Linked DNA regions of Nothobranchius furzeri: region 2 is linked to region 1. A link is a contact called in public Micro-C data. All regions are on one chromosome and are shown on one strand. The core of a region is the stretch at or near the end of the contact, and the rest is flanking DNA. Distances in the headings are between cores, read along the strand shown. Region 1 overlaps LOC107392432 (signal-induced proliferation-associated 1-like protein 1). Region 2 holds the start of gpx2 (glutathione peroxidase 2).

Region 1 (7,019 bases), core at 3,766-6,265:
CTAAAGTAGCTGAAGAGCCACTGGAGCTTGCTATGTTATTCTTTTCTTTGAGTCAGGGCAGGAATGTTTTGGTATCAGGCGTTTTCATCTTGAACAGAAAGTTTAAAGAACATCAAAAATTCCTGAGGTGCATTCCTTCTTTTCTCACACACCTCACTGTAATCTCCTCTTCCTTTTCATTTCAATCCTTCCAGCTGACAACGCTCCGGGGCTCCATACTTGAGGATGCGGTTCCTTCTACCTCCAAGCACGCCACAACGCGAGGCCTGCCAGTCAAAGACGTACTGGAGTACCTTCTACCAGAACTGGATCTGTCCTGTCTCAGACTGGCCCTCAACACCCCCAAAGTCACTGAGCAGCTAATGAAACTGGATGAACAAGGGGTAAAAAATAATAACACACCAGCTGTGAAACTGCACTAGAGACAGAAAGGAATTTTGCATCATCATCATCTCTGTTCTGAAGAGGTCTAATAAATAAATTATGTCCGATGTCCAGCTGAGTTTTCAGGTGAAGGTGGGTGTGATGTACTGCAGAGCAGGACAGAGCACAGAAGAGGAGATGTACAACAACGAGACAGCCGGTCCCGCCTTGGAGGAGTTCCTCCAGCTGCTGGGCGAGAAGGTCCGACTCAAGGGCTTCACCAAGTACAGAGCCCAGCTGGACACCAAAAGTACTGAGACCCAGACACGCACAGCTTCCACAGAGTTTAGTTTGACTCAGGACTGGACTTTATATATGCATCCCTTATATTACCTTTTAGTTTTCTAACATTTGTGGTGTTTGAGCACAAAAAATGCACATACTAAACTTCCTATAGAAATATTATATAATGTCTCACATGTTCCATATTTTTACATGAATTTCATCCTTGGCTTCAGCCCTAACAAAGTGTAATAAAAAATTGTGTTTCTGAGATTTAACCCCTTTATTGCCAGGTTTATGATAAATACCAGAATCGGGAAAACAAATGTAAAAAAAAAAATGTTTAAATCAATAAATTTTTTTGTGTTTTACGTTCAGATGACCTTTTTGGGGTTAAACAGCCTTGGAGTGTCACAAATAGGCATAAAAATATTTTTTTGCCCACTTTAGTTTTTGTGTAGTTTCATGTTTTCTAAAAAAGTCACAATTTTAACCTTGGTGCGCAAAAAAATGCAGACACAATTCTTCCTCATATAATATTTCATAATTCCTAATTTTATTACATGAATGTTGTACGTGGCTTCAGTCCTCACAAAATATAATAAAATATGTGTTCTTTCCTGAGATTTAACCTTTTTATTTCCCTCTTTATCGTCAGGTGCATGATCATAACCAGAAATGTAAACAAATGAAAAACATTTTCAAAAACTGTGTGTTATGTCCAGATAATTAGTTTTATGGGTGAATTTTCAACACGTTGGAGCGTCATAAATTGGCATAAAGATATTTTCATTTACAAGTATTTTTTTTTTTTTTTGAATGCAGTGTTAGTTATTGCCCTGGTATAAATAGGGAAAATGTGCAATCTAGTGGAAAACATAAAAAACTCAAAATTGAGTCTGCTACTGCCCTGGGAACCCAGACATAATAATAATAATAATAATAATAATAATAATAATAATAATAATAATAATGCATTGAACTTATATAGCGCTTTTCTAGACACCCAAAGACGCTTTTCACACACTCTCACATTCACACACTGCTGGTGATGGTAAGCTACTTGTAGCCACAGCCGCCCTGGGGAGGTCTGACAGAGGCGAGGCTGCCATTTGGCGCCGTCGGTCCCTCTGACCACCACTAACACAGGCAAGTTGAGTGAAGTGTCTTGCCCAAGGACACAACAGCAGGATACCCTTGGCGGGAGCTGGAATCGAACCCATAACCCTCCAATCATGAGGCAACCCGCTCTACCACCTGAGCTACTGCTGCCCCAATATATATATAATACATATATATGCTAATATTTAGGCTTATTAGAAAAAAAATTTACATGGGAGTTAGTGGCGCAAAACAATGCACTAAGGGCGGTGGCGCTACTAAATGATTTCCATGTTACATTACATTAAAAAAGGTTAGGGGAATTATTTTTATAATTTTTGGTATTCCCCACAAAATATATATTCTCCCCAAAAATAGATAAATTGCAGTAGCATAGCCAAAATTATTCACAAAAATACACCTGTCTGCGCAAAAAATGCACTTAGCATATAAGGGAAGAGAGAGACAGGGAGGAGTGAAGCTAAATAATACTGAAATATAAGTGTTGGTGTATATCACCCAGCCCCGGATTTACTCGTACATCATCAAGATTTAAGTTGTAATGGATCCGTTAACATGAACGCCAGGAGGACGTTTTTTCTTGCAGAATGTTAAAAGATGTGAAGAGGAATAGATTTCTATGCCTATGAACCTTTTGAATGATTTCTTTGTACTTCTGTTGCGAGTTTGTCTTTAGATTTTGCTATAAAGGATAAAACCTCCAGGCTGACGTTGATCTAGTGCTCACTGTTGTGTGTTGGTTTAGATTGTAGTGAAAAAGCATCCCGTTGTGCACAAAAACACAAGAAAAACAGAAGTGACTTCATGAAGGCTCCTAATGTTGGATTGTGTTTTCCTGCAGCGGATTCCACTGGCACTCACTCGCTGTACACTTCCTACAAGGACTACGAGATCATGTTTCACGTGTCGACAATGCTGCCTTACACACCCAACAACAAACAGCAGGTAAACATGGAGAAAGTGGCTGGTGTTGTGCAAAGCCGGCCATCTGTCAGGAAATGGAAACCTCAGTTTGGAAACAGGCACTCCACTGAAAACCTCAGGAATGCAAGATGACTCCTGGCTCAGGAATCACTTTCCCATCCAGCTTTAATCATAAAGAATTTGTTTCTGACCTGAAGGCACCTGTATTTTCTGCAAATGCCTGTTCAGACCTCACGTTCAGTTTTAAAGTTAGTGCCTCTCTAAATAAACTCTGTTTTTCCAGTTGCTGAGGAAGCGCCACATTGGGAACGACATTGTGACCATTGTGTTCCAGGAACCGGGAGCGCACCCCTTCACGCCCAGGACCATTCGTTCTCACTTTCAGCATGTCTTCATTATTGTTCGGGTGCACAACCCCTGCTCTGACAGCACGTGCTACAGGTGGGTCTAAATGCCAAACAAGGAGATAAAAACTAATAATGACCTAATGAGCTCCAGGAGCAAGCATGCCTCAAATGTCAGTAAGTTCTGTGTTTTCCTACAAAATAGTTTGAAATATAGAGACAAAACAAAGCCTCATTCCAGTTTAACGATGTCAGACTGACCCTGTGCAAGACCGGGCCCAGTTCATGAGACCCTTAAATGCTGCACGCTGCTTCAAGAGCGGCTCTCGTTGTGTTTTTATGCAGGTAGCTGCAGTTGCATTAGAGCAAAAGCCTTGACTGGAAGGCATTGGTCAGACTTAAAAGCCTTTTGCATCAACGCTGCCCCATTTTCTTGGACCGTTTCAACTACATAGATGTGTATCTATATCTATATATATATATATATGTATATGTATATATATATTTGTGTATATACATTCGCTGGATTTTGAGCTGTCGAATTGATGTTTGTTCTCCTCTGCTGATTTCTTCTTGGCCTTGTGATGATCAGACTTTAACTCTGTGCTGGTGTGGCTTATTCTGAGCCATCCCACTGCACACACTCATGCACGTACAGTTATGAACACATAGTTGCTCTTTGTCACTCTCGTACTCCCATTTCACCTCATTCTCATGCTCACTTGCACACAGAGCTCACAGTTACACACTTTTCCCCCACATCGAACGCTAATTCACTCGAAGACTCACTCTTCACACACTCAAACAATACACCCGCCCTCCCCGACTGCCACTTTGCCTCTGGGCAGCATGAGTGGTCTGAAAGAGTTAGTGCCATGCACATGAAGCGCTCTCTTCACCCGCTCATGGATGTGAGTAAGGAGGATGTGCAGAGCAGCGCTCGCCAGACCTCACATAGTCCACCTCAGGTGCAGAAGAGTCGAGTTGGCTTCGGTCTCTCACACCACCTTCACTTTTGGGATTTCTTCTTTTGTCTGTTCTTTTGAAAATCTTGTTTTTTTTTCCTGATTTTATCCCATCATTCGTGGAGATTGTTGTTTCTTTTCACCCTAAGGGGTCATCGTTTGGTTTACATTCCAAAAAAGTGGAAGGTTTTGGATTTCTGGATGCACAAGAAGACTACCCCAGCTACTCCACCCAAAGTCACCGTTACATCCTCTTTCTTTGGCTTCTCCTCGTGCTCTTTGGGTTGGTAAACCATCTGTTTGAGACTGCGGGTTGGAGCTTTAGTTTGGCAGAAAAGAATAAATTAATTTTAACTCGCTGAACCGCTTTAGTGTCGGCTCAGCTTCTCATTTCACCACTTTGGCTTGGCTGCACCAGAGATTAGAGTCAGTTTGTGGCTGAGATCTGAGGAACATGGTTGCTTTTCGGTGAAGTTGGAGGTAAGTTGTTGATTCTTGTTTTGATCTGAGCATGAATTTAATAAAACCATTCAGAGAATCTGGTGCGCTGCTGGCACTCATCAGTGCTTCTAATTCAGCAAACTGGAACACAAATTTAGATAATAAAATGCATTAAGCTACAACAATAATCTCTGTTAATAATTTATTTAAATTTGTTGTTTTGACTGGTTATTAATAGCCCATTTGGGATAATGCTGTGGTGATATTGAGCCAGTCCAGAGCATTAGAGGAGTAAGTGGCCTGGGGCCAGCTGGGTGCTAATCTGCTGCTTTCAACCGCTGCCTCAAAGTCACACGAGGCCAGCGAGGCGGATTGCGTAACTAGATCATTGTTTGGGGAATGTAGGGTATTCGTGCTCGCTAACTCCAACCACAGTGCTCCTTCCTCATGCCGGGATGTGGCAGGGCGTAGCGGGATGGAAGCGCTGGGAGTCGGCGTGTCATCAGCAATTGAACACATGAAATTTGTTTACACGTCAGCACTATTCAGGCATGGCGTAGCAACATTAGTGCTGCAGGCAGCGCCTGTGTGATCAGTTTAATGGGCTGGATGGAGGCTTGTCAGGATTGTCGTATTGGCTTGTCAAAGGCAGCGCTTTGATTTTTCACTCATTTTTTGGCTTTTATCCATGTGCTTGTGTCTGATTTATAACCGTGTAGTTTTACTTGATGAAGTGCATCTGAGCCAAAAGCTTTAACGAGTGCAGTTAAATCCTCTTTTTGTTGATTTTGAGAGAATTCCTGTGTGAACAACAGGTTTGAGGGAGGGTTGCACACAACTGCTTGCTAATTTATGGTAATTTAACTCCATTGTGTGGAAATGGAATTGGAGCAGTGGAAGGTAACAAGAGGAGAGGTTTGCCTGTAGAAGTGTTGATGCCCTTCTTTGCACCAACACGTCCAACAGGCCAAAAGAGAAACACCGCTTTTGTAACACACTACTGGGATGTTTTCACCCAGTTTATGATCACATGCAGATGAAACAAATGTGTTTCTGTGGCTCGTTGTTTTATATTTAAGTTCTCCGATCCTCTACGTCTACAGCGTGGCTGTGACTCGCTCCCAGGACGTTCCCTCCTTCGGACCACCAATCCCCAACGGCGTGACCTTCCCCAAGTCTTCTGTCTTTCGGGACTTCCTGTTGGCCAAAGTCATCAACGCCGAAAACGCGGCCCACAAGTCTGAGAAGTTTGGTGCCATGGCGACACGCACACGGCAGGAGTACCTGCGGGACTTAGCCGAGCGCCACGTGACCAGTACGCCTGTGGAGTCCACGGGGAAGTTCCCCTTCATCTCTCTGGCTCACAAGCGGCGGGAGAAGGTGCGTCCCTACAGTGGGGCGGAGCTACGGAGTCTGGGAGCCATAACCTGGCAGGTCCACGCTGAAGATCAGGTCGCAGGAGCTGAACGAGAATGCCTGTTGGCCATTTCAAACGACTTCATCATCCTGTTGGATCAAGAGGCCAAAGCAGTCGTGTTTAACTGTGCCACACGGGATGTGATTGGCTGGTCAACGGGAAGCCCTGCCTCCATGAAGCTCTACTATGAGCGCGGTGAGAGCGTGTCACTTCGATCCATCAATAACAACACGGAAGACTTTGGAGAAGTTGTGAAAAGACTGGAGGTAAGTACATCTTAGGGATTAATAAGATGTTTTTCTGCTTCATACGTAACCTTTGACCTCCTCGCGCGTGTCACGTAGCTGCTGACCAAAGGCAGCCAAACCACAGAGATGACACTACGCCGTAACGCTTTGGGCCAGCTGGGTTTTCACGTGAACTTTGAGGGGATTGTGGCCGAAGTGGAGCCCTACGGTTACGCCTGGCAGGCCGGGCTGAGGCAAGGCAGCCGATTGGTGGAGATCTGCAAAGTGACCGTGGCCTCACTGTCTCACGAGCAGATGATCGACCTGCTCAGAACCTCGGTCACTGTTAAGGTGGTCATCATTCCTCCACATGAAGACTCCACCCCACGCAGGTAAAAGTGGCGTTATTGACAAATTCAAAGTGAGAGGGTTTGTGGAAACCTTTAACAGGAAATGCTTCTTGTGCCAACAGAGGCTGCTCAGAAATCTATCACATGCCACTTGTGGATTACAAGAACCACAAAGAGGGCATGCCCTATGAATTAAAGTTCCCCTTTCGCCCAACAAACAATAACAGCAAGTGGCCGCGCTCATCATCCAGCCCTCAGACTCGCGCCGCCGGCTCAGGGGGAACCCTGATCAAAGCACCACCCTCAGACTTCAGCGCCGCAATTCCACGCAGCGTGTCAAGCGACGGTCGGCCTCTCCACCCGAAAAGGTCACACAAAGGATAAAATGCTTCCAGCACACAATTTCCACATGTCCTAAATGCTGTCCATATGTGTTCTCACAGGTATTCCCCAGGAAACGACAACTACGCTGTGGCCTGCTCCATCATGATGGGGCGCACGCCGCACAACACTAACTCACCCTCAGGCCCCTCCTACAGCGACACAATGAGCTCCAGCCACTGGAGGCAGAGGTCTGGGCCTGA
Region 2 (6,254 bases), core at 101-2,600, 34 kb before region 1:
GTGAAGTTTACAGATTAACATTCATTCAGTGCAGGTTGTGTTAGAGTTCGAGTCAGGTGGGGGTGTGATGCTGCCTGTGCGCCATCCTGCAGTGCATGCTGGGAACCGGTGCACATTCTCGTTGAGTGACAGCTCTACCTTGTGGATATGCAAATGATCTATTGGTCTAGGCTCGTGTGGATGATTTGTTTTGCTGTAGATGCCAAATGAAGGGACTTAGGGGAAACATAATTTATGTAACATTACCTTCTTTATACCGTAGAGCAGGATCAGATAGTAACATTGAAACATATTTAAAGTTAATTTAAAATATCTTAAACCACGTATCCCAACAGTATTTGATTTCCAACATATCCACTTGAATCGTATAGCTAGCAGAACACTATGGGATGGAGTTCTTTGAAACCAGCGCGTCCACCAGCAGCAACATCAATGAGGTAATTCACACTGAAAATGATTCGGAAAATATTTCGCTATGGGAAACGTATTAACAGAAAAATCTATTCAAGTGGCATTTTTTCTTTGCAGTTATTCATCCGTATGACAGAGCTGGTGCTGCTGGCTCACAGGAGGAATGTGGACAACCTCTTGGGGTCTCTGGATGACTATTTGGACAAGGCTGCTCTGGAAGAGGAGAAGGGGAGTCCTGATAATGGCGCTCAGAGGTTCTGTGCCTGTTGAAAACATGAAATCTGTCACCACGCCACAGCTTGTAGCTTAAACTTTCTTCAACTTTGTGACACGACTGACTTGACTGGGAGGGTGGTGGATGACTTTCACTCTCTTTTTTTTTATTTTGTGGTGATGAATGCTGTGAGCAGCAGATGTCAGTTTGTTGCCAGTGCCACCATCAGGGAATTTTAACACCAGATAGAATTATCAGTTCATGCATCCTCTTTTTCTCTCTTTTTCTCTTTGATCACTTGTTTGGTGCTCAAAGTGAAGTTTACACCCACTATACACTGATAGAAACAGGAACAAGTCACTGAAACCACACAGGAGCAGGTCATTTTTCACATGCTGAATGATCTTTCTTAAGTATGAAAGTGACAGCATGTGTTGAAGCCATATTACGGCAAAAAAAAAAAAAAAGAATCAAACATGTTATCTTCAAGATGTTTGAAGGTTTGGGGAAATAGTGGGAACTATATTTATGTCCAAGTTAATAAAATGACCGTTTTCATATTGGAAGACTGGGGATGCGAATCTTGCTGAGTCATTCCTGTAGGGTTGCTGTAATGAAATCAGGTGCACAGGGAGTTCAGGCAGATGCATTCATTTTTCATCCCATTCTAGGAGACGCAGGTGATCACTGATGAATTAGTGATGACTGAGAAAACGAATACGTGTCACAGATATCCCAAAAGATCCAGGAACACCTGCTGGTTTCAGCTTTAAGACTCCTAGTTATCAAATTTAGTCTGAGGATATTGAATATATCTTTAAAGATGAGAATGTTTATTTTGCATTTGTTTATTTGACTTTACATCATTTATATTGTTTACTGTAAAACTTCTAAAAGAATCCAGTTTGTCACCTGGAGTCGGATCAGTTTCCTGCTGGGTTACCTGACACCTCTGAAAGGCAACTTTCTGCTCCGAGAGTCACGTCATCAAACCTTTGGATACCTTCACACACCTGGGGTTCCAGACTGTCTCCAGTTGTGCAGTTAAGGAGCAGAGATGTCGTTTATCGCCAAGACGTTCTACGATCTGAGAGCTACCTCGCTGGAGGGAGACTCGGTGGACTTCAATGTCTTCAGGGGACGCGTGGTCCTCATTGAGAATGTGGCCTCGCTCTGAGGCACCACCACCCAGGACTTCAGCGAGCTCAACCAGCTACAGAGCAAATACCCCCATCGGCTGGTGGTCCTGGGCTTTCCTTGTAACCAGTTTGGGTACCAGGTGAGTTCAGCAGCTCTTTAATCAGTGATGCAGCGTTGGAAACGGATGATACAACAGGAGTGATTTTGTGGAAATTAGGTGGGAAAAGGTGCATTATTAAATGCCATCATTAAATGTATTCTGCAGGAGAATTGCAGCAATGGGGAGATCCTGAACTGCCTTCAGCATGTGCGTCCAGGTAGTGGCTTCAAACCCATTTTCACCATCTTTGAGAAGTGCGACGTCAACGGTGCAAACACACACCCCGTCTTCGCCTATCTGAAAAGCAAACTCCCCTATCCCGACGACGACCCCAGCTCCCTCATGCAGGATCCAAAATTTCTGGTTTGGAGCCCCGTCAGCAGGATGGATGTCTCCTGGAACTTTGAGAAGTTCCTCATCGGGCCGGAAGGGGAGCCCTTTAAGAGATACAGCAGGAATTTCCCCACCATTGACATAGAGCCTGACATTCAAAGGTTGTTAAGATTAACCAAGTCCTAAAAATAGCCCCTGCCTCAATGGCTTTTCATCCGTAACTGTCAAAGCCGACACTCTGCCCTCCACACTTTTAAGCCTTAATGAATGAGGGTGATATTCTAAAAGAAGTAAAGGGAATGTCATCTGAGACCTTGTAAGTGCTTAATGGTGATGGATGTGAAGAAATAAATTGATTAAATGCAAAGAAAAGAAAACAAGAATTTTATAGAAGATGGTTTTATCCTCCTTTTTTTTTAAAGTGTCTTGTTTTATGTTCGATCTCCCAGCAGATGGTGCTACTCATCAATCCAAGCAGGGAAAAAAATGATGTGCTTTCATGAATTTACATTCTGAACACACAGTTGGGTTTGCACTGAAATAAAGGGCTAAAATTAACCCAATGTTTAAATGTATTTTTTATTTTTTTGGTCCACAAATTTAAATGCCACACTACACACGTGCTCTTTTGATTCTATTAAAAGACAAATGAAAGATTCTGCACCATGCAGAATAATGGGATTTAAAACACTGCAGATATGCATGAAATTATTTTTACCTTTAAAATTCTCCACTCCTGGTTCAGCATGATGCGCCACAGCCTGCTGTCTCCCCTTGTAGTCTCTGAGGTATTCTTTCAACAATAAATTACTGGAGCTGCAAGCGAAATTTGCTGATACAAGTGGTCTATGCAGCATTACTGCCACATTGCTGCCTAAAGACAAGTCCTAAGTCATGCATTTAGGAAAGCGTTTGTGTGATATGCCCTCATCCAGCTTTGCTTTTCTATGTGCAGAGGGCTTTGTTTGCAGGGACTGCAGATTAACGTTGGATTTCCTGCACATCCGCTCACATCCACATCAGCTCATGATGTCACAGCCACAGGAGGCAACGCTGGCCTGGCAGAGCCTTAATGTCTGTCGCTGCGGGTCAATAGTGGGATGAACAGTTTGTTGACACTACTCTTATTTTAGCTTATATTTTTGCTTGAACTATATTTGATGGTTGAAGCCTGACAAAATGTCTTTACAAATCCTATTTTAATGTTTGTTTTGACAGGATGCATGAGGTCACATGATTATTCCCCACAGCTATGCTTGTCTGTGTTTGACTGTCAGATGAGCAATTCTACCTTTAGGGAGATGCAAATACTGCACTAGAGGAGTTATGACTGGGGCCTCTCCTGCACCCATCAGGAAAAAAAACTCATGAAAGATTATTTATGTTTGAGTGATGAGTCACTGTTTAAAATATAAAACTTTACCTTTCACTTTAGAACAGGTATGTCATCACATCACAGATGAACTTTGGTACTATAATAAACAAATGTGACATTTATGAACAAGAATTTAAAATCTGCTCAAATCGGGTTGAGGGCATCAATCGAGCTACTGGAAGAAAATCAGATCAGTTTCCTATTGTTGGATGTGAAACACTGAGCTTTGAGTCTTGAGGTTATTTCCAGGTATCAAATAAAGCTGAGAAATAATTGGAAATCTTATCACAAAAATTGCCATTAAAGCTAAAATTGTATAGCAATAAATGACTATAGGTTGTACAAACAAGTTGAAGTAGTTTGAGTTTTCATTATAAGATTTTAAGCAATGGTTATATAGATCAAGTTATTTTTAGGATTACAAGATTTTCCATTGCAATTATGTGGACCAGAAGCTAAAAGGTTTTAGAAGCACTTGATCCTATTTCTAAAATAAATGTCCCAGGAAGTGACATATAATGAAAAGATCAGGTATGACATGACAAGATGCAAATTAACAAAAGCTGGGTTGCAGAATAATTCAATTACAAGAAAACTGACATAAAACAATTTGACCACAAGGTACAGCAAGTCATATTCACACACAAAAGTACATTAACTTGAAAAAAAATGCTGATCTAAACTGAAATACAAAGCAAAATAAATTAGACTAAAAGAGATAATTATTTGGGTGTGAAAGGCACTTATCACATATGATACTTTTAGCTGCTTTTCATTAGGCACCATTTATATTAAAACGATTTTAAGTGAATTTAGATGTGAAAAATAACATTAGCAAACACAAACCTAAGTTAATTTGAAGCAAAATGACTAATCTAAGTTGAAAAACAATGTAGCTAAATGAGGCAAAAAAGATTATTTAGGTGTCAATAAGAAAATCACATGATGTGACACATTCTAGCTGCCATCATTTTTAAAGCAGAGTGAATTTAAATGTGGGGCAAACTGGGTAATTTGAGGCAAATTGGCAAATCGAACTGAAAAACAGACCCAAAAAAAGAGAAAAAACATAAAATGTTATGTGTAAAATTATTCCAAAATCATATGGGACACGTTTTAGCTGCCTAACTCATTTTAAATCCGTGTTTTTATAGCGGAGTGAGCCCTCTTTCTTTTTTCTTTTTCTTTTTTTATTTTATCCACAGGTGAGCCCTGTTGCCACGGCAACGTCTAGCTTTCCCTCGCTTGGTGCTTTCTCGCGAGACTTCCGGGGCAGCGCGAGGGGAGGTAGCAAGCCTGAATGATCTCATCCCTTCAACGAGCTGCATACCGCAGCGAGGCTAAAGCCCGTAACTTTCTATCAAACTTTCAAGTTGCCTGTTGGAAGAAGGAAGACACCGGACCGTTAACGGGCTGAACCGGAACCAAGGCGTTTTTAACGGAGACGATTTAAAAAGGACACTGCGTAGTTTGTATCTATGTCTAAATAATGGCACCTTTTTACGAGTTGAGACAAAAGGAGGAAAATCACGTTGTGTGACATCTAAAAAGGGGAGAAAGGTGAGTGGTGGTGGATGCTGTGTGTTGGTCATGTGTGGGCTAATGGCACAAGGTGTGTGCGTGCGCTCTCAAACATCTGTCGGTTGTGTGTACAGCGCTGAGCACATATTTGCTCTGTGTGTGTGTGTGCGCGCGCAATCACTTCTAACGTTTTCTTCTAAGTCTCATCCGTAAATGTCACAAATGCCTTATTCCGTCATGAAAATCCACTGACTGATGTGTTTTTGTGTGGGGAAACAGACGGCATTTGTGGATTAAATACAGGTTAAATGTAAATAAATGAATGCCACCTCACGATTTTTCCTATTGATGATATTTTCACTATGAAAAAGGATAATTTCATTACAGATGTGCTGCACATCTGCTTACTTGTCTAGGCCCCCAATCACCAAAACAATATGAGGAATTCAGTCTTGACAGTTTTATGCTCCCTCTGCTGAATGTTTGTTAAGATCACAAATGTAGTTTGGCCTGGTCTTTGCCTTCATCGTGGGAAAACAGGTAAAAATTCATGGTAACATTCAAGTTAGGGTGGCAAACATTTAAAATAGTCTCCAAAAGGGTACCATTTATAAGAAAACAGCACACACACTCTCAAGTCCTACAAAAGCCATATTTTATATCTTGGATTGTCCAGGTGAAAAAATGAAGACTCGGATGTTAGCTCTGTATCAAGGATTTTCAACATTCTCGATAGGCTTAGCTGACCTGCAGCGGTGGGCATGACTGATCACAGCTACACTGCCACCTTTTTACTGCTGAATCTAATCTTCCACTACGCTGCTCCTCACTTTTTGATGGGATTCCTTGCAGAGGATAAATCTTAATGCAAATGTTGCAGCTTTTATTATGTTGAAGGGAAGAATACTCCCTGTGTTGCTGCGTGGGCCTAAAAATGTCTCATTCAGGGGGTCTTGAGACTAATTTGAGTAACGGCAGGATGAAAAGATCCGTCCAAAGGGATCTGAAAACATTTTTTGCACCTCCAGGGCATGAAAAATACCGCCTCTCATGTTTTTCATCAGCATAAATAGTCTTGCTCTGATGTACTGCTGAAAGATGGGGTTTCATTTTTTCCCCTTTTTGCATTATATTTCACACAACAATTGTTACCGCTCCCC

The links. Hi-C and Micro-C count contacts between places; a contact is called where the count stands out from the background.
Region 2: a Micro-C map of tail fin shows a contact between it and region 1, with 7 times the contacts expected there. The contact joins the promoter of gpx2 here to the enhancer-like site in region 1. A contact is called at or near these places in 2 of 2 Hi-C or Micro-C datasets (skeletal muscle and tail fin).

The regions. Positions count from the first base shown.
Region 1 is chr18:33,213,232-33,220,250 of NfurGRZ-RIMD1, reverse strand. It overlaps LOC107392432 (signal-induced proliferation-associated 1-like protein 1), which reads left to right. Exons shown (of 21, transcript XM_054741559.2): 3 at 195-383; 4 at 499-673; 5 at 2,609-2,712; 6 at 2,975-3,132; 7 at 5,545-6,124; 8 at 6,203-6,477; 9 at 6,558-6,803; 10 at 6,879-7,019. Among protein-coding and RNA genes, the nearest start is that of LOC107392432, 6.9 kb to the left of the region's middle. Within about 2 kb of position 5,015, at least 1 of the 3 cell types and tissues checked has an H3K27ac peak or open chromatin away from gene starts, as enhancers often do. A contact at or near this core is called in tail fin, where this site is marked.
Region 2 is chr18:33,244,581-33,250,834 of NfurGRZ-RIMD1, reverse strand. gpx2 (glutathione peroxidase 2) reads left to right here and starts at 1,350. Exons shown (of 2, transcript XM_015970235.3): 1 at 1,350-1,904; 2 at 2,031-2,756. The coding sequence starts at 1,683. The coding sequence ends at 2,384. LOC107392433 (ras-related protein Rab-15) reads left to right here. Exons shown (of 7, transcript XM_054741561.2): 6 at 372-437; 7 at 510-1,206. The coding sequence ends at 605.